2 separate regions of the Pan troglodytes genome follow, and region 1 is linked to region 2. Evidence: chromatin contacts called from public HiChIP or PLAC-seq data. All regions are on one chromosome and are shown on one strand. Each heading gives the region's core, a stretch centred on a gene start, on an enhancer-like site or on the middle of the called end of the contact. The rest is flanking DNA. Distances are from core to core; before and after follow the strand shown.

What was found. HiChIP or PLAC-seq counts read pairs in DNA pulled down with a chosen protein or histone mark.
Region 1: an H3K4me3 HiChIP or PLAC-seq map of stem cell-derived excitatory neurons shows a contact between it and region 2, with 2.5 times the contacts expected there. The contact joins the promoter of CPT1C here to the promoter of RPS11 in region 2. A contact is called at or near these places in 1 of 7 Hi-C or Micro-C datasets (stem cell-derived neural progenitor cells) and 1 of 1 datasets of contacts at active chromatin or transcription factors (stem cell-derived excitatory neurons).

What each region holds. Positions count from the first base shown.
Region 1 is chr20:52,640,581-52,645,027 of NHGRI_mPanTro3-v2.0_pri, reverse strand. CPT1C (carnitine palmitoyltransferase 1C) reads right to left here and starts at 2,202. Exons shown (of 20, transcript XM_016936580.4): 1 at 2,130-2,202; 2 at 1,238-1,306; 3 at 771-925. The coding sequence starts at 911. It overlaps ADM5 (adrenomedullin 5 (putative)), which reads right to left and starts at 4,116. Exons shown (of 6, transcript XM_063800412.1): 1 at 4,111-4,116; 2 at 3,869-3,994; 3 at 3,704-3,787; 4 at 3,393-3,429; 5 at 3,216-3,306; 6 at 2,552-3,021. The coding sequence starts at 4,116. The coding sequence ends at 2,634.
Region 2 is chr20:52,447,179-52,452,038 of NHGRI_mPanTro3-v2.0_pri, reverse strand. It overlaps RPS11 (ribosomal protein S11), which reads right to left and starts at 2,799. Exons shown (of 5, transcript XM_001173045.7): 1 at 2,585-2,799; 2 at 1,732-1,863; 3 at 1,461-1,536; 4 at 1,010-1,139. The coding sequence starts at 2,599. It overlaps LOC112206491 (small nucleolar RNA SNORD35), which reads right to left and starts at 1,336; the gene lies at 1,250-1,336.

The DNA.
Region 1 (4,447 bases), core at 953-3,452, 190 kb before region 2:
ATTCCTGTAACCCAAGCGCTTTGGGAGGCAGATCAGTTGAGGTCAGGAGATCGAGATTAGCCTGGCCAACATGTTGAAACCCCGTCTCTACTAAAAATACAAAAATTAGCTGGGCGTATAATCCATGCCTGTAATCCCAGCTACTCGGGAGGCTGAGGCAGGAGAATCGCTTGAACCTGGGAGGTGGTTGCAGTGAGCCAAGATCACCCCACTGCATTCCAGTCTGGGCAACGGAGTGAGACTCTGTCTCATAAATAAATAAATAAATAAATAAGCCAGGCATGGTGGCGTGCGCCAATAATCCCGGCTACCTGGGAGGCTGAGGCAGGGAATTGCTTGAACCCAGGAGGCGGAGGTTGCAGTGAGCTGAGATCCCGCCACTGCACTCCAGCCTGGGCGACAGAGTGAGACTGTGTCTCAGAAACAACAACTACAAAAGAAGCTGGAGATGAAAGGGAGAAATGATAATTTCACCATAAGGGAAGGATATGGAGTTCTAGAAACTGGAAGTGGGTAGTTTTTGGGGGGCCCAGTTCCCCTCTTGGGTGAAAGAAGTGAGCAGAGGTTCTCAGCAGGTGGGGCTGTGGATCCCAGAAGTGAGCCACGGAGAAATTGCTAAAGGGGTCCTGGGAGCAGACATCGAAATTCTCGGAAAAAGGGGTGATAGTCTCCCAGAAATGAACCAGCTGAAATGCCGGAAGTGCGCCTCAGACATCCCGGAAGCAGAAACCTGGATCCCTGGAAGGAAACCGACCAGCACCGCTCCTCACCCAGAAACGTGAGAGATGCCTTTTCCAGGAGCGCAGGCCAGAGAGGTAGATCTCCTGCAGCACAGGGGCACTGAGTTCCACTTCAGCCCCGTCCGAGGTCAGCGAGGGTCGGAAGCCCACGGCCTGGTGCGCTTCAGCCATGTCACGCTGGAGCCCTGAGTCGGGCAGAGTCATACTTCAGGACCCCAGCCCCTCCGCCCTCAGACTCAGGAGTCCAGGCCCCCAGCCCCTCCTCCTCCTTCATACCCAGGAGTCCAGGCCCCAGTCCCTCCTCTCTCAGATCCAGGAGTCCAGGCCCCCAGCCCCTCCTCCCTCAGACCCAGAAGCCCAGGCCCCAGCCCCTCCTCCCTCAGACTCAGAAGCCCAGGCCCCAGCCCCTCCTCCCTCAGACCCGGGATCTCACGCTTTCAGCTGCCTTTTTGCGCCGACCCAGGACTATATAACCTAGCTCATCCTTCTCTGAGCACCTGAAGGGTCCTGAGGGTCCTGGTTTGTAGACCCGGAGGTTTTGAGGGAAGGACGTCAATTCGGGACCTCTGGGAACGCATAGAGAGGCCAGAGGGATAGCTCGCGTTAACCCCTTTACCTGCTCTCCCAAGAACATGGTGCGGGGGCAGTGCCCTCCCCCCAGTACAGGATTCTCAAGATTCGGGGGTGGGTGGAGGAGGGAAACTCGTCCAGGCTGAGTTGCGGGGTCTTGAGAAAAACATTAGTTTTAGACCCATATGAAACAAACACCTGTTAGACATTGACGCTGTCCACCCCATTTCCGCTTCTCATGCCAAGGCGAGGGGGATGGTGTCTATAAATTCATCCGCTCAGCGTCCCCTCCCCCCGCCCGTGCTGGAGGGAATGGGGAAGGAAGCACCCACTGCGCATGCCTCGCAGCCTGGGATGCTGAGGCTGTGAGCGGAGGCGAGCGTCGAGGACAAGTGATGGAGAGGCTTGCACGCCCAACCCTAGACACAGGACTCCAGGCCCCGCCGGAGCCCGAGCCCCTGGGGTCCAGTACTTACCACGTTGAATCAGGGGTCCGCTGATCGGATCCTGGGGTCCAAACCCGAGTCCACCCCCGCCCCCCGATTTTGAGCGCCGGCCCCAAATCTCCCGCTTGCATATGTCCAATCCCAGTGCAAGGAGTCCACCACCGGGTCGACGGGCCTTTGGAGTCCTGCCCACCCCGAGATCACCGTCACCCAGAAACCCCGATTCCTGTCTCTCGTGTCCCTAGCCGGGTATTCAGGTCCCGGGTTTTATCCCCGCCTCCTTCCAATCCCCGCGTTCTATCCCCGCCCCCTTCGAGCCACGGCGTCCAATCCCCTACATCCGTTCGATCCCCAGTCCTCCGTCTCCTTTTACCCGGCCAGATTCTCCACCATTTGGCCGCTCGCATTCTACGCAGCTGTTCGGAACCCGGGTTCCTGGGCTCCTCACTCAGCTCATTGTCTCTTAGTCTCCTGTCTCTTCGAGGAACAAGGCCCAGCTGGGAGGTCGCAGCCCACCCCAGGTGCATTATAACGTCAGGCGCGTAGGGTGCCGGAGCAAATCTCAGCCCTTTCACGCCAGGGAGGGAGGAGGGATGTTTGGGGGTCAGGACGGCCCGCCAAAACCACCCACGGAAGGTGCATGGATTGAGTTGGCAAGAAAGGCGCCACAGCGGGTTGGATTCAAGGTAGACAGTGGGACTTCCGTGGGGGAGAAGCAGCATGGCTAATAGAGAAGGGTATATTAGAGACCCAGCCCCGACTGAGAGGTCGAAATAGGTACAGAGAAGCAGAGACTGAAACACGGAACTCTTGTTTATTCGGCTCTGGGCGTCAGTGTTCTTCGCCCAGCCTGGTCCCGTGTGCTTCTAGGTCCAACCTAGTCGCAGCCCAGGGAGGGACTGGGGAAGACGGTTTCAGGGGCTGGAGTTAGGGGAGAAGAAATGTGGAGTAGAAGCTCCAATATACAGATAGGCAAACTGAAGCCGAGGAGGGGACGAGCCGTGCCCGAGGTCACCCAGCGAGCTGGGCACTGCGCTAGCCCCCTCGCTGCAGGCCGGAATCCTGGGAACCCAGCCGGGCTTCCGCCTCGCGCCGCCGGCGGCGCCCATAGCTGTAGGGGTCCTGGGGCTCGTGGCTGGCCTTCCCCGAGGGCTCCTTGGTGGAGACAGCGAATCCAGTATATGATCTCCGCCAGGCGGTGGGTCCGGCATACGCCCAGGTAGCAGACGTGCCCGCGGTGCTGGGGGACCTGGTGCTGGCCTCGCCTGGAGAGGGAGCGTGGGAGAAAACCGGGTTCAAACCGAATTGAGAGATGGAGCGTGATGGAGGTGGGCACCCAAGCACTCCAAGACCAGCGGGGAGGCTTACAGATCACCTGCCCGTTCCGCGGCCGGGAGAGGGCGCTCGCCCTTTACGGTCTCCCTCCCGCCCTGTCCCTGCTGCCACCCGGGTTTCTCACCTGGCTGCAGTGTCCAGGTCCCCTTGGGCGGAGAAGGCGAGGAGCAACAGCAGGATGAGGATGTGGATAGTCACCGTGGGCAGGGCGGGTCAGGATCCGTGGCCCGTAGTTGCAGCCACCCCGCCCCGTTCCCGCACCGGGCTGATCGCCTCTGGGTGCAGCTCTGGAGCCAGGTACCAGGGCCAGTCCCCACTTCCCAGGCGAGGCCAAAAGTCTGTGGGAAGAGGCCGCACCACACCAGAGGGGCAGGATTCAAACCCGGGTCCCCGCTTCCCGCACCGCGGCTCCAGAGCCCTCACTGGGTGTGTAGGGTCACACCAGCTGCTGTCTATCCCCCTGGGAGGTCTGTGGAGACTCGCCCCCTTCAAAGCGTGGGGAAATGGGGCGGGGCCAATGACACCCGCAGGTAGCTAAGCAGCGGGATTCCAAGAAAAGGGGTGGCGGCGGGGAAGCGCTGGCTCTGGTTGTAGATGCGACCTCACCCTCACCCTGTCGGGAAGCCGGTTAGTAGACAGTTGAGACCCTGGAACCTCGGGGGCCAGGCAATGCAGGGCGAGTGCACATGCGGCCCCCTGGAGGGCGTGGAGCGAGGGAGACCCCGAACACACTGAGGAGCGCCCCTCCGGAAGAGAAAAGGCCGAGGTGTCAGGCACCCGCTGGTGAGGGTTCCAGTTGCACTGAAGCAGGTGTAGCCAGGGCTGTTCAACGAGGAGGGTGTCCTGGGTCAACCAGGTCGAGTGCACAGTATTGTGGGGGACCCAGGACCCCGTGGCCAGGCCCTGAGGGTGGAAGGGTGGGTGCAGACGCCATGTCTGCAGCAGAGGCAGAGGGACCTCGTCTTTGCCTCTGTAAGATGGGTAGGCCCTGCCACCTTACAGCTGCGACTCCCACTGACCTCCATGGAGGGCAAGTCCCCAGCCCTAAGCCCCAAGCCATTCTAGGGGAGGAAGCAGGGCCACTCCCCCATGAGAAATTCTATCCTCGCAAACATACACCCCCAACCCACTCAGTGTCCCCAGCTGCAGAGGGCTGGGCACAGTTGGGCCTTGAAGGGACCCGAACAGGAAAAAACAGCCAGAGAGGAACAATGTCGAGTGTTGGGGGGAGGTGGGGAGACTGTTCTGGGAAACTTGAGGGCTGGCTGTGCTGGAAAGCCACCCCCATCCCCTACTAGGCAGGACACAGGGGTACCGCAGAGGGGAGGGGCGCAGACCCAGGAGAGGGATAAAAAG
Region 2 (4,860 bases), core at 1,550-4,049:
CCCCATTCTGGTTATATTTGGCTGTCATCTGGCACTCACACTGCTTGAAGGTGCCCTCTGAGGGAGCAGGACTTTGTTCCTGGCTCACCACTGAACCCCAAACATCTCACACCAAACCTGGCACGTGATAAGCTCTAACTGAAACATGCTGAGGGAATGAACAAACGTTTAATTCCAACATTTCTGAGGTTCCCATCTGGTATAACATCCTAACCTTTTGGTTCCAACGCACCTGCCTATTACAGGTTCAGCACCCTAATCCAAAAATTCTGAAATGCTGCAAAATCTGAATTTGTGTGTGTGTGGGAGAGACAGGGTCTTACTCTGTTGCCCAGGCCGGAGAGCAGTGCTGCCATCTCGGCTCACTGCAGCCTCCACTTTCTGGGCTCAAGCAATCCTCCCACCCCAGCCGCCTGAGGACCTGAGACTACAGGCACATGCTACCACACCTGGCAAACTTGTATTTTTTGTAGAGAGAGGGTTTTGCCATGTTGCCCAGGCTGGTCTCAAACTCCTGGGCTCAAGGGATCCTCCTGCCTCAGCCGCCTACAGTGCTGGGATTACTGGCTTGAGCCACGGTGCCTGGCTAGAATCTGAAACTTTTTCAATACCAGCGTGACACCTTTGCTTTCCAATGGTTCAATGTACGCAAACTTTGTTTCACACACAGAATTATAAAACGCACTGCGTAAGACTACTTTCAGGCTATGTGAATAAGGTGTATATGAAACAAATGAGCTTCTTGTTTAGACCTATGCCACATCCCCAAAACATCTATGTATGCGAGAACATTCCAAAATCTGGTTCCAAGCATTTCAGGTAGAGATATTCACCCTGTAGAACGCTTTGATTCTGAAGAACATATGATATACAAATCCTGAGATTCTGGGGCTTCCCAGAGATGCCACCTCAGTCTTTCCCTCCCTCAGTTGGCCTTAAATTGGTCCGACCTGGAATCTGAAGGCTGAGAGAGCGTGGCCTGAGCAACCTGATGGGCCACTGCGCTCACCTGAAGCAGGGGGACAGGTGTACAGACATGTTCTTGTGGCGCTTCTCGAAGCGGTTGTACTTGCGGATGTAGTGCAGATAGTCTCGGCGGATGACAATGGTCCTCTGCATCTTCATCTTGGTCACCACGCCTAGGAGCGGGGGCCGATCACAGGTCAGGTCCCATGGGAAAGAGGGCCACAGGTAACCCAGGGCATGCTGGGACTCAGAAGCAGCTGAGCTGGGATCCCAAAAAGCCCCATTTCCGGCATCAGTTTTACCAAGTGGCTTTCTCAGCAGTGCCCACGTGGGCATCTGAAGACCATCGTGAAAACAGACATCATCTGCCAATTTACCTAGACCTACAAGTTTGCATTCCTAACCACCCCTCTCACCCAGGACCCAGGAGTCTGGGCCCCAAGACCCTTCTTTCAGTATTTCAGGCCCCAGACACCAGTAACTCCCGCACTTACCAGAGAGGATCCGCCCTCGAATGGACACATTACCAGTGAAGGGGCATTTCTTGTCAATGTAGGTGCCCTCAATAGCCTGAAAGGATAGGAAAGATAAAGGAGTGAGCCTTGGGCGGGCGGTTCCTTAAAAGAGCCAGGGGCGTGGCCTCAGGGAAGCAACTACAATTCCCAGCAGCCCCAGAAGCCACTTAGATGCAGGCAGGGCAACTCGTCGTGGGCACACGTGCAGGAACGCCACGGTCCCCTTCTTTCTTCTGAGGTTCCCCCGCACCTCCTTGGGTGTCTTGAAGCCCAGACCGATGTTCTTGTAGTACCGCGGGAGCTTCTCCTTGCCAGTTTCTCCCAGCAGGACCCTCTTCTTGTTTTGAAAGATGGTCGGCTGCTTTTGGTAGGCACGCTCAGTCTACAGATATGAGGAGAAAACTGATGAGCTGCTAAGTTTGAAGCCGGCAGCCAACCAGCCCTAGAGACCTTCCCAGAACCTCCCAGACCCCATGCTCTACATTTACTTGCAAAGCGCCGGCGTCCAAGGCCTGGTGCCCCAGAATCACCCTCTAAGACATGACCACCCTGACCTTACCTGTAATTCATACTCAGATCTAAGCCCGAGGTTATTTCAATTGATATACTCCAGAAGGCCTCTCAGGGCTTGCAAAATTCATCCTCTAAACCAGGATCAACCCTCTCACACCCTGGACACCTTTCAGCGAGGATCATTCTCCAAGACCCAAGATCGCCCACCCAGCATTCACTCCTTATGTAGTACATAAGGATTCAGAATTAAATAACAGACGGCAGGCTCCCTGGATTAGCCCTTAGGAGTCCGTTTCCACAGAATTACCCCTGAAGACCGGAGAACTCCAAAAAAACCTTCTTAAACTTGGTTTTTAAGAAGGTAAGTCCTAAAACGCTGGAGCCTCCATTAACGCCAGGAGCCCCCAGGAATTAGGAAGCACTCATCTAGAAACAAAAGCAAGCGCCCTCCACTCCAGTTAATCTCTAGAAAATAATCACGGACGCCCGGAATTAACCCCCGAACTTGGCCGCCGGGCTCTGCCCTCCCGGACGCGCCCCTGAAGGCCAAGGCGGACCCCGTAGCCTGGCATCCAACCCCGAGCCCGCACCTGAATGTCCGCCATCTTCCCGGCCGCCTGAAAAAAAGAAAGCTGCAGCAGCGTCCGGGTTTCCTTATCGATTACGCAGGGGCTGGAGAGGAAGTGACGTAAGGAGAAACGCAGCACGGCCTTGGGCGGGGCCTCGAGAGCGGCTCTGATTGACAGGCTGCACTTAAACCAGCGGGCGATTCGGGCACCGTGAAGGACTGACGGGCGGGAAGTGGTAGACGGTGTCTCGCGAGAGTCTTAGGCCCCACAACGCCGGGCGCGATTATTTAGGCAGGGAAGATGTGACCAGCCTTCAGCCCGCCCGTATTATCGCGAGAGTCGTACGGAGTCCATCCTGTTTCGGCGTGGCGTAGGCTCCCGTGGGATTTGGATACCGCGTGGCTTTGTTCGTTCAGCCTTCAAACCGGATGAGGCGGCTGCCATCTTTTTGAAGGGCGGGCGGCCGGGGAGTGCTAGGAGCATGTGTGGCGGCGTCGCCATCTTTGTTAGGGGTAGGAGCTGCCCACGAACTTCAGAGGTGCAGTGAAAGTTACTCTCGGCCTAGCGCGGTGGCTCACGCCTGTAATCCCAACACTTTGGGAGGCTAAGGCAGGCGGATCACCTGAGGTCAGGGGTTCAGCACCAGCCTGGCCAACATGGTGAAACCCCGTCTCTACTAAAAATAGAAAAATTAGCCGGGCGTGGTGGCGGGCCCCTGTAATCCCAGCTACTTGGAAGGCTGAGGCAGGAGAATCGCTTGAACCTGGGAGGCGAAGGTTGCAGTGAGCTGAGATCGCGCCATGGCACTCCAGCCTGGCCGACAGACAGCCTGGGCGACAGAGCAAGACTCCGTATCAAACAAAACAAACAAACAAACAAAAAACGGGCTCGGTGGCTCACGCCTGTAATCCCAGCACTTTGGGAGGCCGAGGTGGGCGGATCACCTGAGGACAGGAGTTCGAGACCAGCCTGACCAACATGGAGAAACCCCGTCTCTACTAAAAATACAAAATTAGTCGGGCATGGTGGCGCATGCCTGTAATCCCAGCTACTCAGGAGGCTGAGGCAGGAGAATCTCTTGAACCTGGGAGGCGGAGGTTGCAGTGAGCCGAGATCGCGCCATTGCACTCCAGGCTGGGCAACAACAGCAAAACCGTCTCAAAAAAAAAAAAAAAAAAAGAAAGAAAGAAAGAAAGTTACTCTCGCCGAGTGCAGTGCGCCTCGCCTGTAATCCTAACACTTTGGGAGGTCGAGGGAGGAGGATCGCTTGAGCTGGGGAGGTCGTGGCTGCAGTGAGCTATCATTGCGCCACTGCACTCCAGCCTGGGCGACGGAGCGAGACCGTCTCAAAAAAAAAAAAAAAAAAAAGAAAAAAAGAAAAAGAAAGCTACTCTCTCCTCATTTCATCCGCAGACGATGATTTAATTGGTGCCAGGGGTTGGCGTGGAGCGATCCTTCTGCCGTTTTTCTGTAGATAACAGGATCGTCTAGTAGAACTTTATGTGATGGAAATTTTCTATATCTGCGCTGGTGGACACGGTAGTCACTGGCACTCGAAATGTGGCTTTTATGACTGAGGACATAAATGTTTAACTTTGTGTTATATCTAAATAGCCACATGTGGCTAAAGGCTACTGTGTTGAACAGCACAAGTCTATAGCTGAATATTACGGTTTTTTGTTTTTTTTTTTTTTTTTGGAGACGGAGTCTCGCTCTGTCACCCAGGCTGGAGGGCAGTGGTGCGATCTCGGCTCACTACAAGCTCCGCCTCCCGGGTTCACGCCATTCTTCTGCCTCAGCCTCTCCGAGTAGCTGGGACTACAGGCGCCTGCCACCACGCCCGGCTAATTTTTTGTATTTTTAGTAGAGACGGGGTTTCACCCTGGTCTCGATCTCCTGACCTCGTGATCCGCCCACCTCGGCCTCCCAAAGTGCTGGGATTACAAGCGTGAGCCACCACGCCCGGCCGGTATTTTATTTATTTTTAGAGACTCCCTAGGGTGTCTCTCTGTCGCCCAGGCTAGAGTACAGTGGCTCAATCATAGCTCACTGCAGCCTCGACCTCCCCAGCCTCAGGTAGTCCTCCCACCTCAGCCTTGCAAGTAGCTGGGACTACAGGCATGTGTCACCATGCCCAGCTAATTTATTTTATTTTTAGTAGGGACAAGGTCTCGCTATATTACCCAGACTGGTCTCGAACTCCTGGGCTCAAGTGATTCTCCAGCCTCGGCCTCCCAAAGTTCTGGGAACAGGTGAGACTGCCCCCAGCCTCACTCTATTCATATTTAAGTGCTCAG